Regions from separate parts of the Mus musculus genome. Here region 1 is linked to region 2. Evidence: chromatin contacts called from public Hi-C data. All regions are on one chromosome and are shown on one strand. Each heading gives the region's core, a stretch centred on a gene start, on an enhancer-like site or on the middle of the called end of the contact. The rest is flanking DNA. Distances are from core to core; before and after follow the strand shown.

Region 1 (6,117 bases), core at 1,122-3,621, 420 kb before region 2:
CATTCTCTCTCCTCCCAAAAAGTGGAAGGCCCAAAATGTGCCAATGTCCCAACTGCTTCTAAAAAGTTGAACTAGCATGGGCATTTCTACATGCCCCTCACACTCCTGAGATAGAGGGACAGGATGGAGCCAGGCCTAGCAGAGGATAGATTCAAGAGTAGGAATGAGCACAAGCTCAGGCCAAGAGTCTATTGTGGCACCAGGACATAACAACTGGTCATCAGAAAAGTCCCTGGGCTTGGTGCCACAAAAACTCTAAAGTTCAAAGTCCCTACTATCACCTCTAGACCCTACCATTTTCCAGACACTGGACCTTAGCCTTGTCCACCACTGCAAATATACTATATCTGTAAACTGCTTAATATATGGCCAGAATTGAAATGTGTGTGTGTGTGTGTGTGTATACACACACACATATATGTATATAGTATTTCATATATATACTAACCCTACAACAACTATATATATATATATATCCTACAACAAAAGTATCCAATCTTTTTTTCTTGTTCCCCCTGAAGTGTGAGGACCAAATATAAATATATTCTTTTAATCATAATCAAATGTTCTTTTAATCCTATTATTACCAGAATGGAAGGGAAAATTATTTTAGGATTTAAAAAGAAGGAGCTATTGTTAAGTGTCTCTGTAGATCCAAATTTGGAAGCAGGACATGAAGATTTACCAGAACTCAAGATTTCACTACTTCTGTGAAACCAACCATGTAGACTGCAGATGTGTCTGAGGAAGCAGACAGCTTCTTCTGTGGAAGAGCCTACAGAGAGAGAGAGAGAGAGAGAGAGAGAGAGAGAGAGAGAGAGAGAGAGAGAGAGAGAACGCTAAGGATCATGGGAAATGCAGCACCACTCCCCCCTTCAGCCTGAGTGGAAGAAGTGACAGAGCAGAGCAAGCTATCCGCGCACACAAGCTCCATGCCAAGCACATAAAACCCTGTTTATACATTTTCCAAGCTTGTATCTCTCAACAACTGACTCTGTTAGAGTCCTGGAGCCCGAAAATATCTCCTGTACCCTACTCTACCTTCTCACCTGACAGATGAAAAGCCCAAGGTCCAAAGAGATACGGTAACCCCCTCCAAGTGTGTCAGTGTTTGCTTGTCATCCAAAGATAGAACGGGCCAAAACCCAACCATCTGCGTGACACGGCACAGGGAGGCCAGCCAGACCCTGACAGTTTCCTTCCATTTCCTCAGTTTCCTCCTTTCTAAAGCTCATACACTTTGGGGATGGTGATGAGAATCCAAAGAGAAAGAAAGTATTAGCCATGTTGCCTGCCTGGAACATAAACATCTACAATAGGTGTGATTGTTTTTACATCTGTTAATAGCCTAATGGTTTATGGAATTATGACATCAAGAATCAAGATAACTTTAACAATTATTATTTTAATAACAGTATGCCCAGCATTTCTTGACTATATGCCTGCATATCTTACTAGCTGCTTTAAATGCATTATCTCCCTCAACTCTCCCAATTCCACACCTAGAGAAGCCCACAGATTTCTTGATGGTCAATAAAAGATGCTCTTAGGATATGAGTATAGGCCTCACAGTCTCCTGAGTTCCTGCGGTTAAGCCAGATGAAAACTCACTTTGTACAGATGACAGTAAAATAAAGAAAATGAAAATATGTTATTTTATAGAGTAAGGTCCTGGAGTCTTTTTCCAAACTAAAAATATATGAAAGGCTTCATTTTTAAGGGAGGGTATCAATCACTTCACTTAACCAAGTCATGCCGCTATAATAAATGTCACGGGTGAGTGTGAGTTCATTCGGTGTCAGCCTAGTCCCTCCTTTAACAGGGAGCTAGAAGTTAGTCCTGCCATCCTAAGATACAGCTCCGGTTTACACTAAAATTGCCCGGCTTTTCTATTGATTATTTGAGGTACAAAAGCTTGAGAACTGGCCGCTTTTTATTTGATGTGTCCCTTGTATCCATCAAACTTGCTTGAGTGTTACCTGCTACTTAATGTAGGTTGAAACTTCTAAGTCTGACTTCCACAATGGCTGGCAGCATGTCGTCTATTTGAACACTGGTCAATGGTCTTTGAAGATTTTTTTGAGATTTTTTTTTTTTTTACTTATGCACACTGTTAACAAAGTTAATTTTATCTACTCCACCCCTAGAGATAAGATAGAAGTTGGAACATGCAGGAGAGATATTATTTAAGGGTGCTCAGACAACTCTCAAAAAGTCATAACATCAAGGAAAAGGCCTTCGTGTTGCAAAATGTGAGCAGGAGAGGGTGTCTTACATTGTGAAATCTACAAGGATCTCACTTTTCTGGAACTCCCTGACATCTGAGCCCTCATGCTGCTGGAAGCTATCCAAGAGCACCATAAAATCAGGGCTGGTCCTCTCTGAACTGAGTCCAGATCATTTCAAAGTGAGGCAAGGCAGGGAAATAAATATTGAACCTAGTTAAATGTTGCTTGAGATTATGCTTGGCACGGAGAGTCCAGCCTCTGATTTGCTCTTAGGTTACATGGGTTATTTTTTTTTTTAACTCAAATGGGTATGCCAGGGTGGATTCCTTCAATGGCAGCAATTATGTGCAAGCGCAGTTGTATTTCTGCCACATTTAGTGAAATGAAATATAAAGATTTATGAGATGGCATAGGGTGGGTAAGGAGGTGTCCAAAGCCTCCATTTCATTCTCCTTGACTCCACCCTGAATCCCAGGTTCCTGTCCCTTTCCTTCTCCTCTGCTTGCTTAAGCTAACTCCTTTTCTTTTCTTTTCTTTTCTTTTCTTTTCTTTTCTTTTTTCTCTTCTCTTCTCTTCTCTTTTCTCTTTTCTTTTCTTTTCTTTCTTTTCTTTTCTTCCTTCCTTTCTTTCCCTCCTTATTTTCCCTCTCTCCCTTCCTTCGCTCCCTCTTTTCATTCTGAAAACAATGCCTATAAGTTCTGAATGCTCAGTAGGAAGTAAGACTCAAGAGAACCCAAGGAGAAGTTCCAAGCCCTGCACTAAGCCACAGACATTAAAATCTGGGCATTTCTCTTTAGAGCAAATGGCTGAAATGATTAATTGCACCTGAAAAGCAGTGTGGAGCAGAGGGACCAGCACTCATGTGCTATGTATAGACAATCTAGGCCCTGCTGATTCATCATGTGACATTTTCCTTTGGGGGCTGAAGGTGGGTCCAATCTATCAGCACCTCGGGGTGGATGCTACATGTTCTGTGCCTCTCTTATCTCCGGCAAGAGGGAGATACCTCCAAGGTCAAGTTTCACCTCACTCAATACCTTTGGCTTCTTGAAATCCCTAGCCCAGCCAGACATAGAGCAGTATTCTGATCTAAGAGAAGCCGTTAGAGCCAGTCATGCCCACACATATTCCTAACTTGCACTGTCGGATTTCCTGACTCAGAACAATTGATCTAAAGCTACCCATGTTCATTCCCCTTATCTACAAACAAGGGGTATTAACAGTTCCTACCTGAAAATACTGCTTAATTAAGGCAGTTACACAATCCAGTGCTTAAATCAACCCCCTCATAACACACACACAGAGAGAGAGAGAGGGAGGGAGAGAGAGAGAGAACATTAAGTGGTAGAAATTATAAAAAAAAATAATTCCCTAGATGCCAAACCACTTCTCTTTCTGGAAGGCTTGAAAACTCAGAACAGTCACGACCATGGTCCTCTGCAAACCTTGTATACAAGTAAAGGTGGCTCAAATGCACTGGGAGAGGTGACAAATAATTGGAGGGCAGATGTGGAACCCACTAGCCCATCAGGTGAGAGCACCTTACACACAGCTGTTTCCCAGGTTACCATGATGAAAGCTCAGGCTTTTGAGCAGTTTCTACATTTCAAGGTGGGGATGCTGCTCAACTTCTGAGTTTCGGTCTTTTCCACCCAACTCATATCTTGAACACATAGACACAACAGTGTACAAATTAAATCCCATTAGGAAAAAAATCAATGAGGAATATCTGTTTCACAAAGCACCAGACTTAGACTGCTTTGTTTTCAAGAACTATTCGATCCAATGTGAGTCCAGGAACCACAATTTACATGTGTAAAATGGTTTGCAGTTCCCAGGGCACTTCATCCACACACACTATATTACTCAAGCCTTCTCCAGACCTCTGAAAGTCAGTATTGTGATCTCTGTTGTACAGACAAATAGCCAAGGCTCAGGAGGTTTTAAAATAAATCTTATCTCTGGGTCTCATGCCTCCTACCCCCATGGTTGTTATATACTGTTCACCTTTCTCCACCAGTTAGCAATTAAACCCTCAACCCTTACTACCCAGCACACACCCACCCGGTGTGTCTCTTGTTAGAAACACATCCAGTTCATGGGTCTGAAGAGTTAAGTGAGACTTGAGACATGTGTAGTTTTAAAATCTAGTTATGACTGCATACCCTCCACAAGAAAACCCACAGGAAAGAAAGTAAGTTCAAGAACTTCAGGGAGATTTTCACTCTTCCAGCTTTTGGAAACATTCTTGGCACAAAAGGCAAATTTCCACATGATCTCTTGAGTATCGAGACCACAGTAGCATTAGGAATATGTCCCCTAAACCTCACACACAAAATGAGATAGTCTCAAAAGGTATAAAACAATGGAGATTTTACCACTGAAGGCAGATTGGTTCTTTTCCCAAACTCTACACTCCCATCCATTATGAATTATTTTTGTCCCTATTTTAGGAGGACCCCGATGTCCCTCTTCTTGCTTAGTGTGAAAGTTCTGAGCAATGCCCATGAATATAGGAAAAACAGAGCCAGTGATGTTGATTTCACTCCTCCTTCCAACTAGAAAGTGAAGAAGGATGATCAATGACTCCTGGTAATCAGATATAGATCACTCATCAAAGAAGGCATGAAGTAAACATAGTTCTGAACCTCATTTCAAAATAAACCTCATTGCCCTTCCCTAGACCTGAAGCTGGACGGGGACATTCAGAATGAGTCACAGTCACTGGACAAAGCTTCCCAGAAAGCCCAGCTCCTTAACTTGACAGCACACATACAGCAACTTGCTAAGGTACCAACTACTTGGAGGAACAGGAGAGACTCTGCATTTGAGGACATGTTCCAAAATGTTTGTCTTCACGTTCAGCCCCAGACAAGATAGCATGTGCCCTTTAAGGAAAACTGAGCCCCTATCAGCACAGCATAATCACTGAGCAGAGTGAATATATAGAGCTTTCTGGAATCAGCCACTGGACTACACTTGAGGGTAACAGGAGTGTGACCAATGACTTTTGTAGATCCTAAGATACAATCCCATTAACCTCTCTGAATCAATCAGGCCAGCATTTGCCAGCAGTGTTTAAAATGTTTAGTTGGTTGGACTAGAAAGCCGCTGGCACTGTAAGTCTGAAGGTGACCTACGGAGTACTCAGTTGATGCCAAGGATCAGATCCCTGGACTGCTCTAGAGCAAATCCATCAAAAGGGAGTGTCTGTAGGAGAACTGATGGGTCTCTAGATGGCCCGTGGGCTCCTGCCACTACTATGGCTTTCTCTAGTGCTTTAGGGAACTAAATACAACTACAGTACCTTGAGCTTGAGGTAGTGCTGAGGAGACCACAACAGGAACCTCCTTGACAGACTTCCTTCCGCAGCGCTCCTCTTCTCTGGAGGAGCATGATGAAGCACACGTGTTAGAAATCACTTGTTAAGCTTGTACAACCACTCTGGAAATCAGTCTGGCAGTTCCTCAGAAAAATGGACATAGTACTATCTGAAGATCTGACAGTACCTCTCCTGGGCATATACCCAGATGATGCTCCAACTGGTAATAAGGACACATGCTCCACTATGTTCATAGCAGCCTTATTTATAGTAGCCAGAAGCTGGAAAGAACCCAGATGTCCCTCAACAGAGGAATAGATACAGAAAATGTGGTACATTTACACAATGGAGTACTACTCAGCTATTAAAAACAATGAATTTATGAAATTCTTGGGTAAATGGATATATCTGGAGAATATCATCCTGAGTGAGGTAACCCAATAACAAAAGAAGTCACTTGATATGCACTCACTGATAAGTGGATATTAGCCCAGAAACTTAGACTACCCGAGATACAATTGCAAAACACAAGAAAATCAAGAAGAAGGAAGACCAAAGTGTGGATAC
Region 2 (6,318 bases), core at 2,418-4,917:
TGTCAGGATTATGTTGTGACTACAGTTACAAAACAATGATTTTATTCCAGCGTTTGTATGTTCTGTACAGTATATAGACGTTATCAACAAAAGAAATTAAATGTAGTCTAATTGGAGTTTTGAAAACCAGTTCTAGCTCTCCCCTACCCTGCTCTGTACAAACTGAAGAATCTGAAAGGCTTTCAAGCCTGGATAGTCCATTGCTTGCTTAGTCCCTAGCTTGCTATGCAGCATAGTAGAGAAAATGAGAAATGTCCCTAATTCCTCCTTTGGAACACTGTCCTCAGGTGGAAGGGAAGGAAGGACAGCCCTCCCAGAGACCTCCATTCACTTGAGAAACCTGACTCTTCACTACTACCACAGAAAAGGAATGTCTTTCTTTATATAGTCCTCATTCTTGCCCTGTCCCCATACACTTTGTGTGTGCAACATTTACCTAGTAGATCAAAGATGGCTAAAGATTCGGCAACACTCCTTTCCTTAGGAGACAGGATCTGCTTTATTACTTTTGGTTGGTTGGTTGGTTTGGTTTTGGTTTGGTTTTGTTTTGGGTTTTTTTGTTTGTTTGTTTGTTTTGTTTTGTTTTTTTGTTTTTTTGAGACAGGATTTCTCTGTTACTTGTAGATCAAGCTGGCCTTGAAAGCAGAGATTCACCTGCCTCTGCCTCCCAAGTGCTGGGATTAAAGGCATGTATCACCAGCTATTTTATTACATTCTTATTCTGAGCTGCCATGCAATGAATTTGACCACAGAAGTGCAACGGAATTGATACGTTGTCAGTTCTGAGCTTAGACTTTCAGAGACCTGGCCAAATTCTGAGTAAGGCACTGTGTAAAATCCTAATGGTCTTTCTAGAGAAAACCTGTAGAACGGTTCTGGAGAAAGAAAACAGGTCTGAAGTCTATATCCTGCTACATAAGACCCAGTCCCATGAGTGGACCCATTGTAGACCCTTCAGTACACACTAGACCACTAAGTCACTGTGGTTAAATTGCCCAGCTCAGCACTGGCTCAAATTTCTGACCCACAAACATATGGCACATACTTAAAAAGTAATGACACTGACAGTGTGTTTGGGGGTAGAATGCCACACGATGATTCATAGCCTACACACCACAGCATCAATATTAAACATACTGACACCTCCAGACCTCACTCAGACTTCAATCTAAATTACCTAACATTAATGAAACCACGGGCTTTTCCACCTATGCCCTCAAATAACAACTCAGAGGCCTCTTTATGTACTATGCATAGGGCTTAAGCTTGGGCTGTTCCCAGTCCAACTTATAACTTAATTAACCAGTGTAAACTATTGTATAGCTGCCATTCCTTCCAGTCCAGGTTGAATCTCCTGCTTCTAACTATCTCCCAGACTTTCCCCTCTCTCTGTCAAATGTCCCACCTTCTAATCCTGCTTCAGCTCATTGGCCATCAGCTCTTTATTGACAGGTGATGCCTCCACACAGTGCACGAGAGATTATCCCTAAAGAGTAACAATACAGCTACTCCAGTGACCAGCAGCCATGGTTCCTTCGAGGAAGGTAAAGTCCAAGTTAGGACAACAGAACTCCTCCAGCAGTTGCCTCCCAAGCTACCAGATAAAAGTCCCCACAAACAAAGCCAAGACCACTCCTTGCCTACAAAGTCTCGGGGTTCATGGCCTAGAGCTTGCTAGCCCACATGATGGTAATCCACCAAAGGGTCCTTTGGCTGGCCCCATTTGCTCCAACACTCTACCCATGTCCACCCAATACACCGTGTCCACTGATATGACGATCATCTCACAGGCTCTCACATAGTTGTCCTCAGGACGTAGGCTGACATCTAGACCCTCTAGCATAGCCCTTGCCTTCTGAGGCTGGGATTACAAGAAGACCCGAGTCTTGAAAAGAAAGATTCCTGGATTTAACTTCCCTCAACCCACAACGACTGGCAGTTCCCACCCACTGACGCCCACATGCCTGTTCTCGCTCACCCATAGGGTTGCCAAGGCCTGAAGAAGGCGGCACTGGCAGAAATCATAATTATGGATTTCATAGCATACTTCAGCTTCTTGAGAACACGTTCTCCCTTATCATATGCAAATCTATTGTTTGACTTTGAAACATCCCACTAACTCTCAAACACGCTGTTGGAAAGTCATCAGCCACAAAAAAAAAAAAAAAAAAAAAGTAAGAAAATCTCCCGTCTGAATTATACACGTGGCCTTGGGATTCAGGAAAGGATATCTTGGGGTTTTAGTAAGACTGGAAGATTCAAAACATATCATGAAGAGGGACAGTGAGGTCATCAAACACAGTTCAGTCAGCAAGGACCAGACTGTGACAAGACAAGCTTGGCAGAGAAGCTTGGAGCAGCAAAAAAAGGAGAGATGCAAAGATGGTCCCAACCATCCTGAGCTCTCTCTTCCACGAGAGGAAATTCGTAGACCTTCATCACTGTTGATCTAGACAAAAAGACAGAGTCGAGCTGACTGTGTGAATACTGTAACAGATGTGTGCTTCTGGACACTGTAGGGAAGGCAGGTGTTGTTTGGAGGGATGGCTTTCTCCTTGAAAGATAAAGAAACCAAAGGACTAAGCAATCATCTAAGACATTTTTATAACTTGTTACTACGAATCAAATATTTACAGACAAACTATTGCCATGGTATTCTTGGATCAGGTATATGCTGACCAAGCAAGGGCAGTGGAGAGGGAAGAGGAGAGGAGAGCCAAGCCACCCAGGTTATCTGTCTGGCTGCTTGCACTGGTCCAGTGTGTCTAAGAATCCCACAAACCTATCCATCCCCTCTGCTGTGTTCACCTGACCTTTCTTCTATTTCTTTTTCCCTTTCTCCATTACCCCAAGGAAATAATCTAACCACTCCAGCTTCCTTTGCATGCAAAATGTAACTGTTCCTTTTACTTCTTTCAGATAAAGGCAGGCTCTGGGAGGGAGAAGGAAAAAAAAAAAAAAAGAGCTCCCGGCTTCTTCAAATTAGCTCTGAAATAAAAGTCACTGCCAGATGTTATATAAAAGGTGACGTAATCCTAAACTACTTCATTACATATGCAGCTCGGCTCTCCAGCCCAGGGGGAGTTTATTACATTTTGTCGATTCCATTTTCTATACCCACATCATTTTTACATAATTTTTCCTGCCTGACAGGCAGCTTCACATTTTCACAGCAACCCATCAAGATAGCGTTACAAGAGCGCAGGGAACCAGGTTAGCAGTTTACAAATAACGGCGCTAACGAGTCAGATTTGTCCCCGAGATACAAATCAGGGGTAAATGGTCCATCCATGCGTGAGAGAAGCACATCTATTTTAGAATAATAGAGAGGAAACAGAGCACTTTTCAGCCGGCACTGTATTCTTTCAGAGCGTGTACTAAATCTATCGCAAAAGTAGGGAAATAGAGATGTGCCCATCTAAAGTTCTTCTTGCCTTTCCCTTCGATGTCCTAATAAATTCCTGGCTCGAAACGAAATAGATAGCCATAGAACATGCACTAAGATCAAAGTTACTGCCTTTTCATATTCGCACAAAATTTAGAAGAGGACACGCCATTTGTGCCAGTGAAATATCTAACTACTGAGATGCTTCAAGTGCAAACATTGCGAGACACTTCCTCCCACTCTCCAAGTGCTAAGAAGCATCCTTCGCCCCCTCCTTCCTCGGCTCTCGCGGCTGCACTGCCCTCTAATGGCGAATTGTGGCAGTGCAGGCTGAGCCCTCGCTCCTTGAGAACTAAGGATTGGAGAGGCATTTGCAGGAAGTTCTTAGTTCTGGTGAATTTACTAATTCCTCGAGGAATAAGAAGGTTCCTGGGACTCCCACTCCCAAGAGGTGGTGCTTACCTGAGCCAGCGAGGTAACTTAAGGGGTAAATACACTTGCCACCAAGGCTAGTGACGTGAGTTCCATCCCTTGGACTCACATAGTAAAAGGAGAAAATCAACTCCTACAAGTTGTCCTCTGACCCCCACATTTGGGCTGTGATGCATGCCCTTTACAGACTCACGATCGATAAATAAGATGTAATATGTTTTTCTAAAAGATTGATCTTTCCAAAGTTTCATCTCTCTAGGTTTCAGTTTTGAAGAAAAATTTGGTAAAATGAACCTTATTGTTTTTCCAGTTTGTGCAAACAAAATAATGGACACTTTTATCCTTTTATAAGAGTAGGATGTGAATGTGGCATAAGGGGAGATAGGAAAGTTGTAGGAACCGACTGTACTCAACCCTTCCTCAGGCCTAGGGAACAGAGAAATTAACAATCACCCCCCCCCCAAATAAAATGTGTCTAAGCTCAAACTTTGTCTCCAAAATCAACATATTCCTATTCCTATAAATGATTTCATATATCAATAATTCTTTTCTTTTTTTCTTTATTTTAGCTTTGTGTAACAATGTTTTTTTATTTTATATGTATGGATATTTTGCTTGCATGCATGTCTGTAGTGGCTATTCCTGGTTGTCAACTTGACTATATTTGGAATGAACTACAATCCAGAATTGGAAGGCTCACCAGTGACCCTTATCTGAAGGCTGGGAGATAGAAGTTTCTGGTCTGGATCTTGGTATGGAGATCTTGAGGCATAGTGGCTATGGATTCCAGAAGATTAAGACAGGGAGATCTCCGAGTTCAAGGTCTTCTGGGATTAAAGATGTGGTGGCACACACCTTTAATCTGAGCTACACCTTCTACTGGAGACCATATAAGGACATTGAAAGAAGGGAGTCTCACTCTCATTCTTTCGCCTGCTTGTCGTGTGGGACTGAGTAACTGCTAGATCCTTGCACTTCCATTCACAGCTACTACTGAACCATTGTTGGGAATCGGACTGCAGACTGTAAGTCATCAGTAAATTCCTTTACTATATAGAGACTCTCCATAAGCTCTGTGACTCTAGAGAACCCTGACTAGACAATGTCTGTGCACCATTTGTGTGCCTGGTGATAGCAGAGACCAGAAAAGGGTGTGGTATCTCCTAGAAGTGAAACTGTAAATGTTTGTGAACCACTATGTGGGTGCTGGGAATCAAACCTGAGTCCTCTAGAATAGCAACCAATGCGCTGAACGACTGAGCCATCATCTCTCCAGTCCCTTATTTTAGCATCTTAATTATATGTAAGGGGGGAGGTGTTTGTAAACATGGTTTCCTGAGGAGGCCAGAACACATTAGATCCTCGGGAGCTGGTGTTAGGTTGTGACCTACCTCACATAAGTTCAGGAACTTAACTCTGGTCCTCTGCAAGAGCAGTATGCACTCTTAACTGCTGAGCCATCTCTCAGTGAGTCCTGAGAATTCTTTTTAAAGCAGCTTTTCATCACAGGGAAGTTATTCATGCACACAGTACATAAGTCATTCCACAATCCTGTTCCCACACACACAGCCCTGGCGATCCCATCTCCTCCTTACCCTTGCAATTCTAAAATGTTTATGTCACTACTCCTGGAGTTCTCCGGTTCAGCATTACGTATTCTGCACCATGGAAGATGACTTCATGCGTGCACAGCCACCTGCACACACACAACCCCGCCACATACAGTCTTCCCAATGGATTGTAATTTTGCTAAGAGGGACCATCAATGTTTATAGGATGATGAATATTAAATTTTGACAGTTCTACCTTGTATTATGCCATGCTCACCTCCCACCCCCTTGCCTAGATAAACTGTTATTCTCCCCGGAAAGGGAGGCAGGGAGTCAGGAAGAAGGCAGGAAAGCAGGAAGGAAGGAAAGGAGGGAAGGAGGAAGTGAGGAAGGGAGGGAGGGAGGGAGGGAGGAAGGGAGGAAGGAAGGAAGGAAGAAAGGAAGGAGGGAGGGAGGGAGGGAGGGAGGGAGGGAGGGAGGGAGGGAGGGAGGGAGGGAAGGAAGGAAGGAAGAGGCAGGCAGGTAGATCCTTTTTCCCACCTTTAGTTTTGCATGTGTTTGTTGCACTAATTTTCTAGGGTTGCCATGGCAAAACTTAGATACATCTGATGACTTAAGCTATCCAGGATTTATTGTTCATAGCTCTGGAGATAAAAAGGCTGAGATTCGGGAATCATCCATCTCTGCTCCCTCTACAGGCCCCTCCTCACCCATTCCTAGTCTCCCCTGTCTCCCAGAAGCCCCTGGTGTTCCTTGGCTTGTTGACTATCACAGGACGTGTAGGGGTGGGGACTAAAAAGGGGGCCTGGAGGAAGAGTGGGAGGAAAGACCCACGTCCCACCAGAGTTCCACCTATGCTCTGGACAGTCAGAATTGGGAGAGCTGCCATATGCTTTCCCCTCAGCCAGCCCCGGGTGGGCATTCAAGCCTCTGACCCACTCTTTGGTGGGG

What was found. A called contact is a pair of places that touch in the nucleus more often than the background predicts.
Region 1: a Hi-C map of uterus shows a contact between it and region 2, with 4 times the contacts expected there. The contact joins two enhancer-like sites. A contact is called at or near these places in 9 of 484 Hi-C or Micro-C datasets (the AML12 cell line, the N1E-115 cell line, cerebral cortex and 2 more) and 1 of 115 datasets of contacts at active chromatin or transcription factors (fibro-adipogenic progenitors).

The regions. Positions count from the first base shown.
Region 1 is chr13:101,308,370-101,314,486 of GRCm38.p6, reverse strand. No RefSeq gene overlaps it. Among named protein-coding and RNA genes, the nearest start is that of Gm36427, 5.5 kb to the right of the region's middle. Within about 2 kb of position 2,371, at least 20 of the 459 cell types and tissues checked have an H3K27ac peak or open chromatin away from gene starts, as enhancers often do. A contact at or near this core is called in uterus, where this site is marked.
Region 2 is chr13:100,889,715-100,896,032 of GRCm38.p6, reverse strand. No RefSeq gene overlaps it. Among named protein-coding and RNA genes, the nearest start is that of Gm41040, 29 kb to the right of the region's middle. Within about 2 kb of position 3,667, at least 55 of the 459 cell types and tissues checked have an H3K27ac peak or open chromatin away from gene starts, as enhancers often do. A contact at or near this core is called in uterus, where this site is marked.